Regions from separate parts of the Zea mays genome. Here region 1 is linked to region 2. The links are chromatin contacts, called in public Hi-C maps. All regions are on one chromosome and are shown on one strand. The core of a region is the stretch at or near the end of the contact, and the rest is flanking DNA. Distances in the headings are between cores, read along the strand shown. Region 1 holds the start of LOC100274317 (benzoxazinone synthesis 9). Region 2 holds the start of LOC100280549 (ubiquitin-conjugating enzyme E2 W).

Region 1 (7,786 bases), core at 1,073-3,572, 290 kb after region 2:
CGCAGGTCCGGTCTGTCCCAATAAAAGCTAGTTTCAAAGTAAGAAGAGCCAAACCCAAATATAGAAAAAACCTCCCATGAAGAAGAACTAAAGGGGTGTTTGGTTTCTAGGGACTAATGTTTAGTCCCTAAATTTTATTCCATTTTAGTTCCAAAATTGCTAAATATAGAAACTAAAACTTTATTTTAGTTTCTATATTTAGTAATTTATACACTAAAAAGGAATAAAATGAAGGGACTAAACATTAGTCCCTAGAAACCAAACACCCTCTAAGGCTATTCACATAGTATCACACCTATTTAATATCTTTTGTGTACGATGAAAAGTTAATATGGTATGTGAGTAAAAAAGAAAGAGGAAAAAATAGTATTTTCAAAGAGATACTATTTAGGTACGAGATCATATCCATTAATTTTTAATCATCTAAGTGATCCACAATTTATACTCTTGTACATATGTAACGTTTAATTGTTTTGTGAAAAAAATATAAAATAACATATGATATTACACATTGGAATAACTATATCTTCTAGAATAATATACATTTTGATGCCCGTTTGGACAGAGGGGCTAAGTTTTAATCCTATCACGTCAGATGTTTGAATAATAGTTAGAGATATTAAATATAGTATAGTTACAAAACTAATTACGCATATAATGACATATAATGTCTAAACGGTAAAAACGAGTCTATTAAGTTTAATTAGTTCTTGATTCGATCGTATAGTCTAATTATAAAAACTAATTATGCAAATAATGATTAAACGGTAAGACGAGACTACTAAGTCTAATTAGTTCATGATTAAATCGTGTCATGCTACAGTAAATATTTGCTAATCATGTATTAATTAAGCTCAATAACTTTGTCTCATCGTTTAATATTTATCTATGTAGTTGGTTTTGTAATTCGATTGTACTTAATACTCATAATTGATATTCAAACATCTAATGATACGTGGACTAAACTTTAGTTAAAGCAAGTTTAATAATACAGCGAACTGTCGGCTATAAGGACCTTTGCAGCCTACATATCATCCCACTTGTATACTACATGACCCCCACTTTCTTGTTTTTTTGTCTAAACCGGCTATAAATTTATAGTCCGCTTCTCCTCTCTTTCCTCATTTCTCTCCTCCACATAAGTATCTAACCTACTTAACGAGCAAGTTTAATAATATAGCCTACAACGAGTTATATAATGTTGCCATGTCACATATGGCCAATTAAAAGTCTACTCATATAATAACTCTCGTACAATACAAGTTACACATTTAATATTTGGTCCACCTCTCTCTCATATAGAGAGCCTTGGAGTCCGCGTGCAACCGACACTTAGGCTATTTCCAGTAGCTTACTACTCTCATATCTATATTCAAACTCCACTCTGCTACAATGCAAAACAGTACCAACCAATGTTTTGGGTAACTATATGGGTGAACTGCTAAACACGGTCTTAGCTAGCTACCAATGAGCATCTTACTTTTATTATATCATCGTTTATCTTTTTCCACGTCGCCATAAATTTGATGTGGTATGTACTGTAACCCGTCTACATCATTTATTAGGATTGCTCAGGTCTGTTTGTTTAGAATTATAATAAAATTAGATTATATAATCTAACTTATTTTAAACTGGATCTGACTTATTTGAAAATAATACTTAGTTTAAAATAAATTAGATTATATAATCTAAATAGATTATAATATCAAACAAAGAGGCTAGGGAAAAAAGGAGCCAAAAGTGAGGGAGCCATATGTGTGGTGTCAGGCGCGTGCTGGCTGACCACGTGGCAAAAAATGGGTTGGAGTGGCACAGGCCGAGGAGCCAAAGAATTGTGGTGTTATCCGCTAGCCGACCCCGCCGCTGCTGACGTGGCGTGCGGCCATAGGCTAGACAGCGTCACACTCACACCCCCGCGTGGACCGTAGCAAGGCCCGTGGGCCCCACCTACGTCTCCGGTTGGCAGAAACCGGTGCCCTCTTCCTGCCCCGTTTTGACGTTTGGGGATCTCGAAACCCCCGCCTCGGTTCCTGTTTTCCCCGCCGTTTGGCCCCGAGACTGCTGCGCCCACCAACCCAGCTCACCCAGCCGATGACACGCGGGCCCACTATGGTCGGGCCCGGCGTCACACGTAACACGTCACCGCTCCGCACGTGGGAATGGACCACCCGACCGTGTCTGCGGCGCCTCCCTTCCCCCCACTAATAAATTACTAACACATCGTGGGTCCCACGCCCCTCTCGCGAAACACGCACGCGCCGTCCTTTTCTCCCCTCTATATGGCAAGTGGACACCGACAGGCAGCACTGTCCGTCCGCTTCTCTCTCCCCATCTCCATCTGCAATCCTCGCTCGCCCACACTCGGCAGCCATGGCGTCGTCGCGCACCGGAGCCGGAGCCGGCGGCCGTGTGGTGGTCTTCCCGTTCCCATTCCAGGGCCACTTCAACCCGGTGATGCGGCTGGCCCGCGCGCTGCACGCCCGGGGCCTCGCGATTACCGTCTTCCACAGCGGCGCCCTGGACCCGGCCGACTACCCCGCCGACTACCGCTTCGTGCCCGTGACCGTGGAGGCGGACCCGAAGCTGCTGGCGTCCGAGGACATCGCCGCCATCGTCACCACGCTGAACGCCAGCTGCGACGCCCCCTTCAGGGCCCGCCTCTCGGCGCTGCTGGCCGCCGAGGGGAGGGACAGCGTCCGGTGCGTCTTCACCGACGTCAGCTGGAACGCCGTGCTGACGGCGTCCAGCGACCTCGGCGTGCCCGCGCTCGGCATGATGACGGCCAGCGCCGCCTCGTTACGCGACTACATGGCGTACCGCACCTTGATCGACAAGGGCTACCTGCCGGTGAAAGGTGAGTCCGTCTCCGTCTTCCATCCAATCGTAGTCGGCGAGGTTATTAGCAGAGAGAGACTAGATTAGACTTGCTTATCATCACATACCTGCAGAGGAGCGCAAGGAGGATCCCGTACCCGAGCTACCCCCGTACCTCGTCAAAGACCTGCTCCGGGTCGACACGTCCGACCTGGAGGAGTTCGCCGAACTGCTGGCCCGCACCGTCACAGCGGCGCGGCGCGCCTCGGGGCTCATCTTCAACACCTTCCCGCTGATCGAGACAGACACGCTGGCCGAGATCCACAAGGCCTTGTCGGTGCCGGTGTTCGCCGTCGCCCCGCTCAACAAGCTGGTGCCGACGGCCACGGCCAGCCTGCACGGGGTGGTGCAGGCGGACCGGGGCTGCCTGCAGTGGCTGGACACGCAGCAGCCGGGCTCCGTGCTGTACGTCAGCTTCGGGAGCATGGCCGCCATGGACCCGCACGAGTTCGTGGAGCTCGCGTGGGGGCTCGCCGACAGCAAGCGCCCCTTCGTGTGGGTGGTCAGGCCCAATCTCATCCGCGGCTTCGAGTCCGGCGCGCTGCCCGACGGGGTGGAGGACGAGGTGCGCGGCCGTGGCATCGTCGTCGCCTGGGCGCCGCAGGAGGAGGTGCTCGCGCACCCGGCCGTCGGCGGCTTCCTCACCCACAACGGCTGGAACTCCACCGTCGAGGCCATCTCGGAGGGCGTGCCCATGGTCTGCTGCCCGCGGCACGGGGACCAGTTCGGCAACATGAGGTACGTGTGCGACGTGTGGAAGGTAGGCACGGAGCTCGTGGGGGAACAGCTGGAGAGAGGCCAGGTCAAGGCCGCCATCGACAGGCTCTTTGGCACCAAGGAAGGGGAGGAGATCAAGGAGAGGATGAAGGAATTCAAGATCGCTGCGGCCAAAGGCATCGGCATCGGCGTCGACGTCGACGAAACTGCGTCGCCCCGCACGGATTTAACCGATTTGGTTGATCTCATAAAATCCTTCTGAGCTCATGACGATCGATCTGTTGGGTGATGCCTACTCTGTCCATCGTGCTCGACTTGTCTTCCTACTACTGTACCACTGTCTGTGCTCACTTTCACGTTCCTGACGGTGTTGTGTTCTAGTGTATCATTGTGCGATCAGTTCCATGTTCTTGGCCATGTTTTAGAATAAAACAGAAAACTTGTGTTCTTGGTGTACCACTGTGCTCACTTTCATGTTCTTGACGGCGAGTTGGAATAAAACAAGACTTGTGTCATGGTGTACCATTGCCATCATTTTCATGTTAATATAAAGATTTGACGCAAGACGCAACATTCGTAAACACATATATCCACATCAAATAAATTAGGGCGTGTTTGGTTTACGGTAGATTTTAAGAATCTGATTTTAAGAATATATTATGGATCCAAACAGAGTTTATTCTGTGCCTTAGATTCTACGCTCATAGAAACAAAATCTGTAGAATCAATCCATAGTTGGGTTTTCTTGGGTAACGTGAACATGCAGATTTTAAAAATCTGCGGAAACCAAACGCGGCCTTAGAGACATTTGTGACGGTAGCTATAGATGTCCAAACGGGCCACCCGGCACGGACCCGGCCCGAACCCGTTTCGGCCCGATACGAACAGGGCCAGGCCAGGCACGACCCGTTGATGCTTCGGGCCGGGTCGAGCTGGCCCACGTGCCTAGAAACATGCCCAAACCCGGCACGCACAGGGAAAAATCGTGTCGGGCCGGCCCGTTGGCCCGGTGGGCCTCAACGGACCGGGTCGGGCACTGGCCCGAACCAACAGTAGAACGGTATATAAATACATATATTTAACAGAATTAATCATATATAATAACATATTATTTATATATATTAAGACAACAAAATATTTATGTATGCATTTTATATTTATGTATGCATTTTATATATGTTTGGCCGCGTATTTAGTATTTATATACTATGAGAGAATTAAATGTATTTACATATTTAGTATTTATATAAATATGCGGGCCGCCGTCGGGCCGACCCATTTATCGGGCCGGGCCGGGCCACAGCACGCGGGCCGCCGTATCTGTCCATACCCGGCCCGCTAAACGGGCCGTGCCGGCCCGGACCCGTAACCGACCGTGTCGGGCCGTGTTTGGACCGGGCTAAATTCGTGTCGTGCCACGGGCCAAACGGGCGGCCCGCACTGTTTGGACATCTATAACGGTAGCCTTCTCCCACCTTACAATTATGACATTGCATCTTTTTTTTATTTTTTAATCATTAATTTTAATTTTCACTAATAGTGTTAAAAGAGATAGGTAAACGGCAACTTTGTTTTCAAAACAGAAAGCTAAAATCACAAAGCTGAGTATAATTACAATTATCGCTTTTTATTAGCATGTCGAGTAGCAGAAAAGGTCGGACGGTCCGCGATCAGATTAACTCGGACGAGAGTCCTTATTCTGTATGTGTTTACCCTACTAACCGCACCGGAATTTGTTGGGATATGCACAGGGATGAGTTCAGACCTCCCTGTATATATGAAGGGGTACGACCGATCGAAACACAACACAATCGATCCAAATCAATACTGTCGGTGTTTCGGACCCGCGAGGATCGTCAACCGACTAGTGAATTTGTTGCTGCGTGTCCCTGCCCAGATGGGTTGATGCAAGATGGAACACAAGCGGGAGGATGAGGCTTATATTATCTTGCACCGGGGTGCTTGTAGTAGGGGTTACAAGCGGAGAGAGAGAGAGAGGGTCTGGCCCTGAGGTGAGCTGTCTGAGTTAGCCTCCTTTGCGTCTCTCCCACTCTGCCGGCCTCTGCTCCCCTTCTCCGCCCCTTAGGAAGGCCCTGGACATCCCCTTTTATAGATACAAGGAGATGACCCAGCTGTACAATGGGGGTGTAGCTATGTGCTAACGTGGCCGGTGGAGAAGTGCCTGAGCCCTGTATAGGTGCTAACGTGGTCGTCGGAGAAATGCTTGAGCCCTGTAGAAGCGCAGCTGGCGGTGCGGCATGGATCCTGCTGATGTTTCCTTGCTTCCGTAGGGAGCTGAGAACCATCGACGTCATGGACGCACGCGAGGAACCATCATTACCTGTTACCGGAGTAATCTAGATGGGACATTGGTCTTGTTCCTTCGTAGCCTGAGGCAGCTAGCTAGGGGTAGGGTAATGATGTATCTCCAGTGGCGCGGTCGGTCCGAGGTCGAGGTCGGGCGAGGCGGAGACTTCTACCGAGGCTGAGGTCGGGCGAGGATGTGACTCCTCCCGAGGCCGAGGCTGAGGCCGAGGCCCGAGGTCGAGCGAGGATGCGACTTCTCCCGAGACCGAGGCTGAGGCCGAGGCCCGAGGTCGGGCGAGGCGGAGACCTTCTCCCGAGGCCGAGGCTGAGGCCGAGGCCTGAGGTCGGGCAAGGAGGAGCTCCCTGTTGCGCCCGAGGCTGAACTCGGGGGAGGTCGTGACTCAGTGTTACCCTGGTGGTTGGCACAGTAGTCGGAACGGGGTGAATAGTGCTGTTTTCCTGTCACAGCGATCAGTAAAGGGGCGAAGTGACTGCGGTCACTTCGACCTTGCCAACTGAGGCGCGCGTGTCAGGACAAGGTGTCAGGCGATCCCCGCATTAAATGCGCATGCGATACGGTCGGTTGGTGAGGCGATTTGGCCGAGGTCGCTGCACGACAAAGTTTGCCCGAGCTTGGCTTCGGGCGAGCCGAGGGTGCGCCCACTGCCTGAGGATGCCCTCGGGCGATGTGTGAATCCGTTCGGGACTACCGTTCTTGCCCGAGGCTGGGCTCGGATGAGATCGAGTCCCTTGGTAGACGAGGCCTTGACTTGAACCGTGCCTATTAGTCTTTACGGTCTGTTTTGAGGATGTTTTCCAGCCATGTTAAGGAGTATTGGGGGTACCCCTAATTACAGTACCTGACAGTAGCCCCCGAGCCTCGAAGGGAGTGTACGTACTCGCTTGGAGGTTATGCCGGATTTCTTGCAATGGGACCAGCCTTTCTCGGTTATATTTTGTTTCGATGGGTGCGCGCGAGCGCACCCGTCGGGTGTAGCCCCCGAGGCCTCGGAGGAGTGGTTTGACTCCTCTGAGGTCTTAATTCTTTTTGTGATGCCTCGGTCGGCCTTGTTGTTCCCTCATGCGGCCTGGCCGCAGCCTGGGTGCACGGTCAGGCTCCGAGTTTTTAAGTTGGTTTGTCGACGTGGTCAACAGTTTGGTTGTAGCCTGGTGCGAGAGCAGCCCCCGAGCCTCTACACGGAGCGAGAGGACGATCAAGGACCGTCTCGACTTTTATTATACGTCCCTTCGTCGCCTTTCCGCAAGGAGGAAGGGAGGAAAAGCGCCATGTTACCCTCGGAGGGCACCGAACACGGTGTTTCCAGTGAGTTGCTATCGGGTGATCCGAGTGGACGCCCGAGCCCCGTTCGATAAGGGTCGGCTAGTGGCCCAGAGGCGCACTCCAAAAGTACCTGCAGGTGATTTGCTGGACCCGGACCCATTTGATAGGGTCCGAGGGCTCAGTGCCTCCCTCCGGTGGGATTCCATTACAAATCGTTCCCGCTGGTCTCGGAAATGTCCTAGGGTACCTCGGGAGCGTAGCTCGAGCCTCGGCCATGTAACGGACGTACCTAGGGTCATCCCTGACTCTACGTGCTCTGGGGCGGCTGTCGAACCCTTCCGAGGGGCCAGCCTTCGAACCCCTGATCAGTAAAGGGCTCGGAGCCCGAGTGCTCTGGGGCGGTTGCCGAGCCCCGCAGGGCGCAACCTTCAAACCCCTGATCAGTAGGAGGGCTCGGGGCCCGCTTCCTTCGCTGAGAAGGATCCTTTTTCGAAATATCCCCTTTCCCGATCCCTGTGGCAAGAGAGAGAGAGAGGAAAAGAAAAAAGGATATGAATTTAAATAATGTGGCACACCTTTTTTGACGCGGTCATCATGACGGAGGTG
Region 2 (7,321 bases), core at 4,812-7,311:
GTCGTTGTACGACAAAGCTTGCCTGCGCTGGACTTCGGGCGTGCCGAGGGTGTGTCTGCTGACTAAAGGGACCCTCGGGCGAGGCGTGAATTCGTCCGGGACTACTACCCTTGCCCGAGGCTGGGCTCGAATGAGGTGGCGTCCCTTGGTAGACGAAGCCCGCACTTTATCGGTTGTTTATGGTTTGTTCTGAAAATGTTTTCCAGCCGGATTAAGGAGTATTGGGGGTACCCTTAATTACGGTACCCGACAAATAATATACTAAAAAAACGATATATCATTTAAAATGTTTAAAAATATTTATATTATAAATAAATAAATATATCAAGCTTATATTTCTAGTGATATTTAATAATAAAATTCAATAGTTTCATAAACATGCAATTATAACTCTCCACTTTACTATATATAGATAAATTTCTTTATGTTTTCATTTAAGTTTTGATAGACATATTTATACAGGACATTCATTCATTTTAGAACGAAAAATTTGTTTTTCTTGATACATTTACTATTTTATATTAATTTTAGTTTACTTATATTTGTACAAATGTCACTTATTAAATGTCACGTGTTGTTGTTTAACTTTTGTTACATGATTCGATAGTTTAAAAATATTATTTATATAGATTTGTTGACTTGGATATAGAGGATCACGAGAAATCTATTTTAATTTAAGTTTGTTTTGACTATCTATAAACTTGTAGTTAAATAAAAATCCATATATACATATGTTAAATTTTAGGGTATGCTGTTTGTGTTGAATTGAGTAAATATCCGAATAAGAATTCGGATTCGACTATCGGTTTTGTATTCGTATCCGAATTCGAGCTAAAATATGGTAAACTGTAACATTCGAATTCGTATCCATGCGTATTCGATCAGTTTTCACCCCTACTAGAGACATTAAATCTGAGATGAATATTTATGATTTAATATGTGCACATATGCACTAAACTTCCATGTACACCTGCTCGCTATTCTTATAGACAAAACACATTATAGAAGCAGATACGGATTGAAGCAAAAAAAAACATGAAGTTGAGTTTTAGACCTAAAGGATTTAGGTGCATGTGCAAGTGTTTTCCGTGCGCGATGGAGCTTTCTTGTTGGACAAGGTGCGAGCTTAGACAGTCGGAACATATGAAATTAATGGCGCTAGCAAACAGTATGAAGACTGACTTCAATTTCTACGAAACTGTAGCACTATTTTTCCTCTCGAAGCAATCTATGAATGGAATAGAATATTTTCATTTACGTTTTGAAACTGTAGCCATGAATTCTGCAGCCAAAACTTCCATTGGCAGCATACTCTACAGAGGATCTCGAGAATATACACCATTGCAGTTCAAACTCAGCGTCAGGCTACCCCCACTTCACACTTGATTTCAAAACATCCATAAACAGAGACTGAAAACTGGAAATACCAAATCCATGAGCACACAGATAATTTGTGACTAGTTGGAACTATCACAGTAGCAGCAGTACAGCACTACAATGAACAAATAGGCAAATGCATAAGCAGACTGCAGACTGATACGAAGGCACATTGACCACAACAAATCATAGTCAAACCTGCACATTACTTTTGAGCTCGTTTCAGTGACTTAGGCAGGGTACAATCTTGCTTTATTCTATATTATATCATTGATGGTGATAACACATATTCCCAGACTGACACGTGAGCAACTCATTTACATACCACCACAGCAAGGTAAGCTTCGCAATCCAATAGAGGGCTGCTTAGAAATAGGCCTAAATCATCTCATCTCCCCCTTGAAGAGATATATCACAGTACAGAAGGCTGACAGGCAATGCCACAGAGATCATTACACCGTGTCGTCATGGAACCACCATCTAGTCTCCTTTGGCGACCTCCCGTTGCGGCAGTTCCTAACATAGCGGTCATTGTCCGCCGGGCGTTGCTGCAAACAATACATTCTAGCTAGTTAGAGTCTGGCTATGGAGTGAGAGCACCGAGGTTTGAATAGATCAAGTAGTATGATGACTAAGTGTCACCTTTGCTGGCGAACTAGACAACATAGACAGGATACTGATACAGACAGAGCTCACGGTCATCGCTGGTGACCACGAGTCATACAGAATATCTGCAGACAAGAGTAACAGCAGGAATTTGTTAATCACAAACCATACAGTAAACTGTAATCCACATCCATCAAGGCTCCACAAAAATTGTTTACGTTCCATTCAATATCTCAGAGAACTCATGAGTAAGTGGACAGTGGATTAATGGAAAACAGAAGAGAGTAAATTCTCCAGACGCAAATGTAAAGGGTATAAATACTTTGATGTAGGCTTTAGCTATTATACAATTTACAAGGCGATTGTAGACCATGGTTGACGGGGCTCCAAGGTCATTATTTTCATCTCATTCACAAACTGAGAAAAATCCACCAAGGTCAACAAAGAACTTGTGAAAACAAGTCCAACAGGGTATATGCTTCCTTTCACACTCAGTATAGATTTTCTAATGTAGAATAGTAAGGTGATAATTGGTGCCGCTACGCTGCTTTTTGAACCATTTTCAGCTACATGAATTTCAGATCCATTGGTTACATCAACTTAAAATTGATCTCTGGTAGACTACATTCAGTACAGTAAATCATGAGATATGGCAACCAATAAATTTAAATCCTGGTGAAACATTATTTTGGTGCTCAATATTTTATTAGTCATGTCTCCTCCATAAGTTGTATGTCCATAAAAAAACTACTCCCTCCGATCAGAAATATAAGTTCATAATTTTAGGTTTGTCCTAAGTCATTTTCTTTAAACCTTAAAAATGTAAATAGTTTTTTAACACAAGATTAGTGCTACTAGATATTTCATGATAAGTAATTTTATAACATATAACTTTCTATTTAAAATATTTTTTACAGAAATTAATGGTTAAAGTTTCACCTTGCCTATATCCTGAACTAAGTTTTTTTTTATCAGAGGGGGTATTTAAGTTTCTCACCTCACTTCAGAGAGGGCACTAGGTATATATTTAACAGACAACTAAACTGGAATTTTAGAGCATTTTGCAAAGCTGAGTAGGTTATTGACATAACAGATAACAAAGGAAAACTGTGCAAGAGTCACTTAGCAACCACTGCTGAGAGGCACAGATTTCCATTCACATCTAGGTGTTGATGTTTAGAAGTGTTGTAAAGAGGGATGGCTCCAATGACAAAGCTCATAATTCTCATTTTCTACAATAGCAGCTATAACAGGACTGACATGCATGTCAAGAGAACTACTAAGTACCGGTGGGGAAAATATATGGCTTAGTCGCATACTATTGGATCGATCATTGAAATTATGGGCACAAGAGGGAAAACATTGATATAAGCAATACAGGGCATGCCATTAGTCCATTATGGAGAACTGATATTCAGGATTGCACTTACAATTACCAACAGCTAACTTGTAGTTAAGATTTAGTAGCTACAATCTGTATAAGAAATGAGACAGTAAATGACACCATTTAGCACAGAAACAGATGAATAAGAATCTCCTACTAACAAATAAACAAGTCCATCCATGAGACAATCTATCTAATTTCACATGCAGCCTGGTCACTCTGCATGTGATGGATTGAAATAGTATATGTGTATGTGTATACCATATCTTGTTCCCTTTGACTTGCTATTACTTGAAACAATATATACATAGAGCAAGGAACCGAGGACATAACCTATGTGGATACATTAAATAGTTAAATGAGAAGAATAATGCCAAAAACAACCTTTTCACATAGTTACTTGAAGTGTTTTATATGAAATTATGAATAACTGTTCATTTATTCCCCAATGTACTAGCATCTGCTTTCATAGAATGTAAGTAACGATGGAACCTGAATAACAAGGATTCAAGCCATATAATAGTTAGAAGTAAACTAAAGAAGTGTTCTGTAATTAATTCTCAAACTATATCTTCACATTAAGATGTTAGTCTGTCACAAACTTTCCAATAAGTTAATTTGCTGAAGACGGCTGCAATGGCCAGCCAACCTAACATGCTTCCCTACCTAACACATTATCCCCTGCTACATTCTGCGTTCTGCCTACATCTGCACAATTAGATATTCATATCCAGGCTCATAACTCATAGTCATAACTGGATGCTCAAATGACTTTTTAAAGAAGGTACTGAAAATTCTGACTTTACTTTTTCTTCATGTTTAGAACTCTCTACTGTCATCAAGGAACATGACAAAAAAAAAAAACATTTGGCGCGAAATAAAAAGGTTGTTTTTTATGCACACATGCATAGTACTATAACAGTATGCTAATAGGAATTTTTTCTACGGGTTAATATGAGATAAGATGGAATATATTCTCCAATAAATAACCAAGAAAAAGGAGATTTAGCAACAATTTTCCAATAATACACAATTATCACAACTCACAAATCTAACAAACTGACAGACAACAATGCGTGAAGTCATAAACAAGAGTAGCATCTAGACACCTCAAGTAATCATTTTTAAGGGAAAGGCTGTAGGGAAAACCCCTACAACACGATTTTATCAAACCCTAATCAATTTCAGAGGCAAGAAAGATCATGAGGTTGTTAAAAGAAGTTATAACTCATGATGTAAGGATAGATACAAAACAAGACTTTAGCTACTATTGTGCTAACGACTAGCTGGGAATTTAGCCACTATTGTGCTAATGACTAGCTGGGACTTTAGCCACTATTGTGCTAATGACTAGCTGGGACTTTAGCCACTATTGTGCTAATCACTAGGTGGTACAGATGCATAGGCGTAATATGATATGAGCATGATAAAAGAACAACTGGACAAGCCACCAGCATCCAGGCATTAAGATAACTTTAGAAGGCCAAATACAGAACTCCTGAACATAGCAATTTCACACACATATGGCAATCCAATCAAGATCCTTTTAGTAACAAAAGGAAATGTGTGTTGAGGCATCTCAGTCGTGAGCCTACTAAATAGCACTATAAAAGCACAATTGGTTAAGTTGGCAACTTTCTTCTAACAAATAGAATCTTAGCACCTAACTGACAGCTAGATGGAACATTATTAGGTCAGGCAAAGAACATTCCCATTAGGCCACCGCCACAAAGCTAATGAAAAGCATTATCAAACATGGAGTCATGTGCAAATGTTCTCCATCAGACAAGATGGCTAGGAAGCAGTTTTACCTAAGCAGATGTGCCCGTTGCTGTAAATGTGTGGATGCATTGGCGCTGGATTGAGAAAAATGACCTGGAAAAGATGAGTCCAATCAAATGAAATGGAAGGAACAGAAGAAATGAGAAGACAAACAATCGACTAAAGGTGCAATCTTTGTCGAGAAAACCAGACCTGAGGTGCCTCCATAGGATAATGCTCAGGGAAGTCAACCTGCAACTGGTAAGCCTCGCCGGCGTAAAGGGTGCCCGCCGCTCCGGTGACCTCAATTACCCACCTGTTCAGTTATCCAGAGAGAATTATCCTATCAGGCAGGTAGTCCAAATCCACCTCCACAGAGAACGACTGAGATCAAAGAAAAGCCCTAGATATCAAGAGCAAATATCAACAGAAGAAGAGGGTTCTTGAACGGTTGAACCCACCCAACTAGATGACGGCAACAAGGCTAAAGAAAAAAAATACCCACATAAATACGAAAAAGAAAAGACAAACACAACAAAAATGAGGAATTGCAGGGAGGGCGGGAGGGATACGATGAGAAAGGCGGCACCTTTGGAGGTTATCGGAGACCTTGTGCTTGAACCCGACGGGGGGGTTTTGCTGCCACTCGGCGAGCTCTTTCTGCAGCCGATTGCAAGCGATCTTGCTCAGCGCCTGCACAGGCGAAAAGGGATCGATCGAATTGTTAGCCGAATCGGGACGGAAAACCAACCGCCTGGGCGCTCCCCGGGCGGCGAATCCGATGGATTGGGGGGGAGGAGAGCACGTACCTTTCTGGAAGGAGAGGAGGAGCTCGTCATGGTGGGGGGCTGGGTTCTTGGTTTCTTGGGAAAGGGAATCGAATTCTAGAGGAAGTCGGAAGGCGGAGACGAAGGCCAAGGAGAAGGAACGAAACCGCGGCGCAGTCTGCTATTCATCCTCTTTTATATCGATTTCAGACTTGGATGCTTCCGTTTTTTTTCTTTTCTTTATTATTCTTTTATTTTTCTGCGTTCATCAAATCCCTACTAATTATTAAGACTGTAAGAGTAGTCTGTCTCCGATTCTACCTCCCTCCGATTCTACCTCCCGTGTTCTGCCCACCTCGATCGTGGATGATGGGCCCCTGCGTTAGTGTCTCCGTTCGTCTTCCCGTTAGTGTCTCCGTCCGTCTCCCCTCGAACGATGCTCGCTCGCAAGTCGCAACGCAGCAATCGCTCTACGTCTTCTGCCAATCCGCTTCTACTCTATCCCGATCCCTAACCCCTCTGCTCGCAGCCGCCACCTCCATGGTGGACGCCTCCACTCAACCGCTCACGTCCTCCTCATCTCTCTCAAATGCTCCCCTCTCTTTCATGCCCCCGTGTCGCATGACTCTCTAGCGCTCGACTCCCTCCCCGAAATGGCGACGCCTTAGACCAACTCCAGCAGTGCTGGCTCCGAATCCGTATCCTACGGAGTGGCAGGCGTGGATACGGAGGTACGTATGAAGGGTGGTTTGCAGGAACGCTCCGTATTTACACTCCCTATTCACATGCATGCAGACTATGACAGCTGGGTCCCGCGAGCACAGGCTTTTAATTGCACCATTTCTCAGACTTGTGCGGAGAGGAGAGAGAAGACGTGGCGAAGGGGAGCCTCCGTACACGGCGTGCTTTTTAGGGTGACGGATACGGAGTCCGCTGGACTGATAAATAGTGTGCTGCGCAGTGCAAAAAGGAGATACGGAGCCACATACGGAGGCTGCTGGAGTTGGTCTTAGGCCGTCGGCGCCGCGTGCCTCCTCCTCGCGCCGCCTCCTCGTGGTGGCACCAACGCGTGTTGCGCCAACTGCGTTGCGGAGCTGAGCAGGTAGGGTCCCACGCCGCACCCACTGCCAACCGCGCTTCGGGCGTCCCCGCTCGTGCCCGACTTCCTCGAGCCGCCGATCGTTCCCATGGGTGGAGCCAGCATCGACGCCACCGCCCGTGCCCAATGCCGATCTGGAGGATGTCATTCTCGAACCTAAAGGTCGAATTGTGTTCAAGTATTATCACTATGAATTGTTGTACAATGCGATCCAATTCTATGCATTTGTACCGGTACCCCACAGGAAATCTTGAAATTTTGTTTCAAACTTTTGGCCTGTTTATGCTTTTTCGTTTTCTATCACGCTTTCTGCTATCAGTTAGAATG

The links. A called contact is a pair of places that touch in the nucleus more often than the background predicts.
Region 1: a contact with region 2 is called in a Hi-C map of leaf, with 4 times the contacts expected there. The contact joins the promoter of LOC100274317 here to the promoter of LOC100280549 in region 2. A contact is called at or near these places in 4 of 25 Hi-C or Micro-C datasets (bundle sheath, ear, leaf and 1 more) and 2 of 3 datasets of contacts at active chromatin or transcription factors (leaf and seedling).

The regions. Positions count from the first base shown.
Region 1 is chr1:184,389,357-184,397,142 of Zm-B73-REFERENCE-NAM-5.0, forward strand. LOC100274317 (benzoxazinone synthesis 9) reads left to right here and starts at 2,323. Exons shown (of 2, transcript NM_001148680.1): 1 at 2,323-2,854; 2 at 2,949-4,105. The coding sequence starts at 2,371. The coding sequence ends at 3,853. It overlaps LOC109943471, which reads right to left and starts at 153. Exons shown (of 2, transcript XM_020546554.1): 1 at 1-153.
Region 2 is chr1:184,099,237-184,106,557 of Zm-B73-REFERENCE-NAM-5.0, forward strand. It overlaps LOC100280549 (ubiquitin-conjugating enzyme E2 W), which reads right to left and starts at 6,062. Exons shown (of 6, transcript NM_001153468.1): 1 at 5,938-6,062; 2 at 5,718-5,821; 3 at 5,342-5,444; 4 at 5,179-5,242; 5 at 2,020-2,108; 6 at 1,564-1,925. The coding sequence starts at 5,967. The coding sequence ends at 1,830.